Regions from separate parts of the Danio rerio genome. Here region 1 is linked to region 2. Evidence: chromatin contacts called from public HiChIP or PLAC-seq data. All regions are on one chromosome and are shown on one strand. The core of a region is the stretch at or near the end of the contact, and the rest is flanking DNA. Distances in the headings are between cores, read along the strand shown. Region 1 holds the start of si:ch211-11n16.2. Region 2 holds the start of zgc:162193.

Region 1 (3,997 bases), core at 1,219-3,718, 170 kb before region 2:
CATTACATATATACAGTTGAATTCAGAAATATTAGCCCGCTTGAATTATTAGCGCCCTCGTTTATTTTTTCCCAATTTCTGTTTAACGGAGAGCAGATTTTTTCAACACATTTTTAAACATAATAGTTTTAATAACTCATTTCCAATAACTGATTTATTTTATCGTTACAATGATGACAGAAAATAATATTTGACTTGATATTTTCAAGGCACTTCTATACAGCTTACAGTGACATTTAAAGACTTAACTTGGTTCATTAGTTTAAGGCAAGTTAGGGAAATTAGGCAAGTTATTGTGTAATGATGGTTTGTTCTGTAGACTATCAAAAAATATATGAAGAAAAAATATTATCAGACATACTATGAAAATTTTCTTGCTCTGTTAAACATCATTTGTGAAATATTAAAAAACGAAAAAATAAAAAACAATTTAAACGGGGCCTAATAATTCAGGCTTCAACTGTGTGTGATGTTAATAAAAGAAATACATCTAATAACTTTTTTGATGCATTTTCCCACTTCATTTACTAATGTCATGATATATTGTGGATGGTTTTCTTGTGATATATTGATCGTGATCTATCACAATCGGGAAAAACATCATGATAATGTTGTATCATATCGTAATACCTGGATATCTGACTACTTATTTCACTTTTATCTTTGCTCTATCTTATTTATTTATTTTTGCAATATCTTTGATTCTCTCCTCTGCAAGATTATTTCAATCAAAGTTAATGATTTCATTCCAAATAGAGCTATTTAAGTCATCTGCTGAAATTGTATTCATATAAAATATCGCAATGTTAGATTTTTCCAATATCGAGCAGCCTCAAAATACATATATACTGGGGTAAAGCTGGATTTATACTTGCACATTCTGACTTTTTGCTTAATAATATAATTTCAGAAAAGTATTATTTGCAAATTCTAAGTGGCGAAATCATTTTAGCAGCCAATGACTATCAAAGTACAGCATTGTTCACAGTCAAGTAAATAGTGCTGATGTTGTTTTGAAGTCATATGTAATTTCAGACCCAGTATTCAAATTAGCGTTGTAAACAATATTGAATGAATGTGAGAATAAAAAACCTACTTAACCTCAATAAATAATAATAAAAAAAATTATTAATATATATTTATATATATTAGGGTTGCACGGTTTATTGGTACTATGGTAGTGTCGTGATACTGTGGCTTCAAAATGGTGCCACTGTAGTTTGTCAACGGTAGTATCGTCATTAATGGTTTAGCTACAATAGATAATGTTGCATGTCGTAGAGACACTAAAATGCTCACACGCTTGTGGAACAATAGACCATTTTATTTTAATAGTCTGTGGAGCCCTTTAAGGTTGCAAAACAGTAGAATTTGCGCCTTATATGGTAGCCTATTGCACGTTTTCTCACGCTTCAGCTCAAACGCACATCGAGTCATTTCTGTTCCTGTTAATATAATTTAGTAGCTACAACAACTGCAACAATCTCTTTAAAAACACATCTCACAAAGTGACGTTTTGAATTACTTTGGATTGTTACCTGAAACCCAAAATAGCAAATAGTAAAGAATTTTGGACCACTTCATATAGCCTAATTTAGTTGGAAAAAATGCACTTTTGTAACAAATTTCATTTGGTATCATTTGTATCTTTATATTAATGTATTCTTGTTGGTCAGTTTATCTACAAAATAAACCAAAAGAATGAATATATCTTAGTGAGGTGCAAATAATACTTTTTGGCTTTAAAGTAATTATGAATTTAATTCAAGTAGGCCTATTATAACATAAAATATAGTATTTTTGACAATTTTCTTTTATTTTTGACAATTTGACATATAAATTACAGTATCACAATACTACTTGGTATCGTGATTCTTCAGCTGGTATAGTATTGTAGGATTAATTATTCATTTGGTAACAACCATATGTATATATGAGAAAAACTGCTTTACCATAAAATCAATACATAAATTGGTGAAATAATTGTTATAAATGATGCAGAAAAGATTGATCAGGGTTCAGATATAAATATACTGTTTATAGTATATTTATAATATACTATACTATTTAGCCCAGGCACAAAACCCATCAGAAGTCAATGGAAAAAAATGTGTATTCAAATATACATGCATCTGACTAAACATAGCACACATGCAGAAAAATGCTGTGTAATAAAATAATAATGACCAATGACTACCCAAATCTGCTAATCTCAAAGATGAAATATACAACACAAGAACGAACGGCTTGATTTTGCTGCAATCACTCTGAAACTATTCCTCTGCGAATCAAAGAAGCTACCAACATGAGGCAACAAAAAATACTGACAGACAGTCCAGCAATCCAACCTTGAATTTACAGTAGATGTTTTGGCTTACCCACACAAAATCAAGGCGGGACTAGAATACAGTTAACCGCGGTGCATTGTGGTATTTGTAGCACGCGCGCCGACGAGTCCCGACTGCTTCAGGGAATAAAAACTACATTTCCCCGCACTGACCATCAGGCAGCCGCGCTCCCATTGGCTGACCGATCCAGCCGCAGCCCCAGAGAATGAATGAAATTGAAATTGCTGCTATATTACATGTACAATACCGGGGATCTGCAGTCTTACATTGTATCATTCTATATCAAAATGGCCACAGTGGTCCAAAATCCTCTGAAATCGTAAGTAAAAAATATTTCTATTTTGATGCTTTGACTAATGCATGCCATGCAACAAACAGCGCTCGCTCTTATTCACAAATATGCAAACACCTTTAAAAAGTATAAAATGCCGGCGAGGCTCAAACTACCAATGCATGTTGAAATGCAATAAATCATAATGCATGCGACGACATTTTGTCATCTGGGCAAATGTGGCACGTTGTAAAGTGCAGAGTCTCGGGTGTCATTTCTGCATATGCACAGTGATATGGAGGAATGTTGAGAATGTTGACCCGGCGTCCCTGCTCGGTATTGATCACTAGGAACTTACAGTTGTTGCTAATGGAATCGCAGAGTTCACTGGTCACCGACTCTCTGGACAAACGATGATGATGATGATGATGCTCGAACATTTTTTTGCACACGTATGCGATGCCAAATGAAATGAGCATGCAGAAGACAACACTGGCTGTCTAGCTGCATACTAGCCAATGTTACAATTTAACACAATGTGTTTTAATGGTTACATCGCACGCGTTGATAACGTAGATTGTAGAAATGACATTGTAAATACGAAACATCAATGCTAATCCTGAAACAAACACATGTTTTAGCGTGACATTTTAGTTGCGCGTAACATTTGCTATGTCTGGTGCGCCGTTGCATCAATGCACATTCCGTGAAGTTTCCATTAGATTCCTTTGTGCACACTGACACATTTTTTCGGCGTGCGGCACGCAGACGCCACACGGGCTCAGTGCCAAAAATTGCTTTACATTCATCTGTTAGAGACGGGGACCTTCCGAGTGAGGAGACGTGTTTGTATTTGGCAGGAATATGAGACTGTAGCTTCAATATCTCATAAAGGGGCATAGCACTTGTGCCGGGTTTCCTAACCTGAGAGGTTGTATCTCCCTCCGGTAACTACCACGACTGCCTACCTTGACCCAGCACGTCTCCACAACGTTGTATTTTGGTCACAATTGAGCTCAAAACACACTTTAAAATGTTACCCAAAGGTAAAATCGTGTGTCTAAATATGTTTAATATAGTAATACGGTATCTATGTATTAATTTATCTATGATATTTGGAAATTTTTGAAGACTGATTTGGTGATCCATGGTCACATGTAATTGACATTGTGGATTGCACATCTTGTTTTTGTTGGATTTATTGTAAAAATATATACCTGAAATAAAGATTTCGCTAACAGCTTAAATGGAATATGAATAATTTTGGCTATAGTGGAACATATTTGAGAAAGACTGTTGAATTAGTTAAATTGTACTATTATATATATGAAGACTCAAATACATGTCTAAAGTAAACTTAATTCTACACAACATCCTG
Region 2 (4,416 bases), core at 1,424-3,923:
TTGAAGCAGTCCTCTGACTGCCTGGACCTGCTCTCTCGAGCGCATGGCTGTGTATGCATCTGTGTCTGTGTGGTCACGTGATGTGCATTTTCAGAGGTAGAGAGGAAGGAGGGCTGCTCAGAAATGCTACACGCCACTGTGGATGTCAAATCGTTGTCGTTCTAAAATATAATATATATATATAATTTTAATATATATAATTATTAGCCCCCCTAATAATTTATATTATAATTATTAGGGGGCAAATAATTCTGACTTCAACTGTATGTACAGATTTAAGATTAATTAAGCAATCATTTTTTATTTATATAGAGCTTTTAACAGCATATTGACAAAGCAATGAGCAGGATCAAACTAAATCAAATATACCCTATATGTTATATTCCAAATACATATTTACATCACATTTCGTAAATGCTACAGTGTAAATGAATGAATAAATAAATTATTGTTATCATTTATTCATTTATATGAATAAATAATGACACAAGCACATTTGTTTCAAGATTGAATGTATCTTTATGCAAAATGATCATTTATTTTATTTTAATTGTACTTAAAGTGTGTCTAGATGAAAAGCAAATACAAATTCGTTTTATATTATTTGTGGCCGAGACGGGATGTGAACCCATAATTTTGTGAATTTTACTTGTCCCGCCTACCTTCGTTCCTATTGGCTAGACATCTCTCTACACCTACGTGCGGCTAGCTTCTTGGAGGAGGCTATGTGAGCGGTGCTTTTGGACTGCACTCGTCATAAATCCTAAATCATTAACATTTTTATTTTTATTTTAAAATATCCCTCATGGTATTTATCAAACTAATGTTGAAGTTTTCGAAAATGATGTGGCCGGTTTATGAGGTGTAAAACTTTTTAGTCTTTCAAATTGTTATATTTTAAGTCGCACTAGTAAACTCACAGTCCTCAGAAAAGCTTGAAACAAGATATTTCCTGGTTCTTCAACAAAGAGTGAATGTGTTAGGAGGAAATGGTTGACAAACAGTGAAGAGTCTCACTCTTTATACTGATATGTTTGACAAATTTATTTTTTCAAATCAATGTTCATCTACCAAAACAATGGCCGGGATGGATGTGGCATTTCCCAGCCTCAAATTGTGTCACAGTACACCCCTGGCAAGATGTAATCTTAGTGAGAAAATCACAATGCAAAAAAAGTCTGAATTATAAGATTTATAGGTATTGGATGTCTCTGAAATATAAACTTAGAATTCTGAGGAAAAACAAAACAGTTGTGATAAAAAATATAAGAAATTAAAAGGTAGAAACTCAGTATTGCAAGATATTAGCTTGGAGTAGTGAAAAATAAGCTCAGAATTCCACGATATAAACTTGAGAATTGTGAGATTAAGTTAATAGTCATAAACTTAGCTCTTTTAGTTATTGTTATTTATATAATAGAATCGTTTTACAATAAGAAAACTACAGAGCATGTTAAATAAAAAATCCTTCAGTCTTTTGCAACACATTGTATCACAACAGTCAGAAAAACCTGTTTCTAAAAATGCTTTTTGCATAGAAAAGGGTGTTAGCAACTATATGTAGTACCTAAAAGTCTGTAAAAGTTCACAAAATAAAGATTGAGTGCGCCCTTCCAACTGTTAGAAGATAAATCTTCAGTTTACACAAGATAGGATATCCTGCTAATAATTATATCTTGATAAACAACTTCTTTACTTAGCATAATGCAAAACAAACAGATCAGTTAAAATTGGCAAATACAAAAGAAAGAATAAATAAGATGGCTACCAATTAAGAATTGTTCCCAGGACTTGTAGATGTATATCAAATATGTTTGACATCCTCTGTCTAGAATTAACGACTGGTGCTTAAATAAAGTGTTTGTGCCCATCATACACTATGCATATTTCTGTCCATTTTTTCAACTTTGACATCTCAAAATCTGCAGACTGGCTGTGACTTTTAGCAAGTAATGTCAACTCACTTCTAAAGTTTTATTTAAAAAGTTTAGGAGGAGTATGATAATCATGCAAATCAGCACAGGAATAACTTGTTTACATAACTACTTTGATATGTGTATACATCCAGCCAACTCCTCTCGTTCTCGTGAGATTTTTCTGGCATCCCTCTTCCACCTCTGCTCCTCGGCCTTAATCTATTTCTCATCCCATTTTATGGATAGGGGGAGTTTTCTGGGTTCGGGCTGAATTTCAAGCACACCAAATATACTTACTTGCTCAATCAGATTATATGTGAGGGTGAACTTTTGAACTATTCATTGGGGGGAAAAGCTATGTAGTGCATTAACTGAGGAAACAAGTGAAGAAAACAAGTTGTGGGAACAAAATCTTAAGATCTATTTACAATGTAATGTGCAGTCCTATATGGGTATATACAATTGCATTTTTATTTTAAAGCAGTGCTGCATATTTACTCAAAGCAAGCATGTTTACCTTGCTTACTCTCCTTGCAGTACACTTGTCTGTACTTCAAGGAGAACTAAATAGGGGATTAAGGCTGAAATAAATTTCAAATTGTGTAGAAGGAGTGGTTGATTGTGGTTTCTGGATGAACAAACAAGGTGAAAAAGGTGTACTTATGGGCGTGCTCCTTGGGTGTGCTCCTATAGGTGAGCCACAGTCGTAGCCACAAGCACATTCTCTTAGTAGTTAGACAGCTCTGACGGAAAGTCCGCTGATGTGGTATGTCACTGCAGACGAAGGTGAGTATGTGTGCTGAATTCTCTATTTAGGATAAAGTAGAAATTCTGAGATTAGGTTTATATATGTATTGACAATTGTGATCGATCTATTGATAGTTCTATATATAAAGCAATGTAGTACAACTTCATGAATTACATGAACAAAACGTTTTTAAATATGTGCAACCTTTTCCTTTCATTTTCTGTTTTTGTGTAGGAGTGAAAATTGATCACTTTCATTTTTACTGCATACACAAGCTCTGGTTGAACAATTCAAATTCTCAGACTTTCTAAAGCTGACTGTAACCAAAGAGAGTTTGTTTTGAGTCATCTTACTAAACCGAAGTAATCCACCATGGCACGTGAACAGGACTACTACACTCTCATGTCTGGTATGCAACAGCTTGATTTGCAGGGGAACGCAGTCCCCAGTGATCTTGTACTAATAGGAGAGCATGCCTTTCCACTTGCCATGAATCCAAGAGGTCAGGTGCTCATGGCTGCATCTCATTACGGTCGGGGTCGCATTGTAGTGCTGGGACATGAAGAATACTTAACACGATTTCCTGGGCTGATAGAGAATGCCATAATGTGGCTCATGCCATGTACCGGAGATGCTGGAGTTGTAGGGATTCAGAAAAGTTTACGAACAGTAGCTGAAAACTTGAACTACAGCCCTTTCAAGACAGAACTAGGAGACTTTCAAGATAGGTTCGCTATATATATCACTGATGCGTACAGTGTTGAGAGCTCTGCAAAGGATCTGATTGCTTTCCTCAAAGCTGGGGGTGGTTTGATCATTGCTGGACAAGCATGGAGTTGGTCTTATGAACACCCACAGGAAAACACTATCAGGAACTTTCCAGGAAACAAGGTGTGCAGTGTTGCAGGCATTTACTTTTCAGAGCTTGAAGGAGAAGTCGGCACCTTTCCTGTTCCTCGAAATATCCCTTCTAGTTGGCTTGCCGTGGCGTAAGTCCAGGAGACATATTTAAATATTTCCCACTGATCCTTTTTTTTTTAAATCAAAACCAACATTTGACTAATTGTGTTTATTTGCTTCTTTTCAGAATAGGCAAAGACTTTAAAGAGGACCTAGAGTTCCTGCTGGAAGGTGTGTCTGAGTTTGACACTCAAGGTGGGGCTATAGCATCAGAGGTGATGGTGCACGGACCATTAGCGTTTCCCATTGCGGTCACTCCAAATGGAAAAACATTCATTGCTGGTGCCTATTATGGACAAGGGCGAGTAATTGTGGTATCCCATGAAGGGTACATGGGCCGAGACTCTCTGTCCTCTTTTATGATCAATGCTATTAAGTGGCTTGATGAGGGTCGCAAGGGTGTTGTAGGGATCGTACCCAACCTCACTGCAGCCCATACAGTACTGAGCAAATCTGGTTTAGACTGTCAATTGACCGGTTTCAGAGAAGATCTAAGCGTCTACGTCTGCACTTCCTACAGTGATGCACAGTGTGCAGAGATTCAGGAATTTGTTGCAGAAGGTGGAGGTCTTCTTATTGGGGGTCATGCCTGGTACTGGGCTCAGACCCACTGGGGCTCCAATGTGATGACTGAATACCCCGGAAATCACATTCTTAACAAGATGGGATTGTGCCTCTTGGGAAACACCTTGGGTGGAGGGTTATATAAAGCTCCAGAAATAGAGCATAGTTGTAAACATGGGTACCACTTTCGAAGCATGCTGCAGAGATTTGCTCAGCATGTAAGCCAAG

The links. HiChIP or PLAC-seq counts read pairs in DNA pulled down with a chosen protein or histone mark.
Region 1: an H3K4me3 HiChIP or PLAC-seq map of embryo shows a contact between it and region 2, with 4 times the contacts expected there. The contact joins the promoter of si:ch211-11n16.2 here to the promoter of zgc:162193 in region 2. A contact is called at or near these places in 1 of 18 Hi-C or Micro-C datasets (caudal fin) and 1 of 4 datasets of contacts at active chromatin or transcription factors (embryo).

Annotation. Positions count from the first base shown.
Region 1 is chr15:16,404,374-16,408,370 of GRCz12tu, reverse strand. si:ch211-11n16.2 reads right to left here and starts at 2,468. Exons shown (of 12, transcript XM_073923421.1): 1 at 2,379-2,468. It overlaps dpf1 (double PHD fingers 1), which reads left to right and starts at 2,480. Exons shown (of 12, transcript NM_001328069.1): 1 at 2,480-2,667. The coding sequence starts at 2,558.
Region 2 is chr15:16,238,806-16,243,221 of GRCz12tu, reverse strand. It overlaps zgc:162193, which reads left to right and starts at 2,673. Exons shown (of 8, transcript NM_001089327.1): 1 at 2,673-2,702; 2 at 2,899-3,653; 3 at 3,752-4,416. The coding sequence starts at 3,037.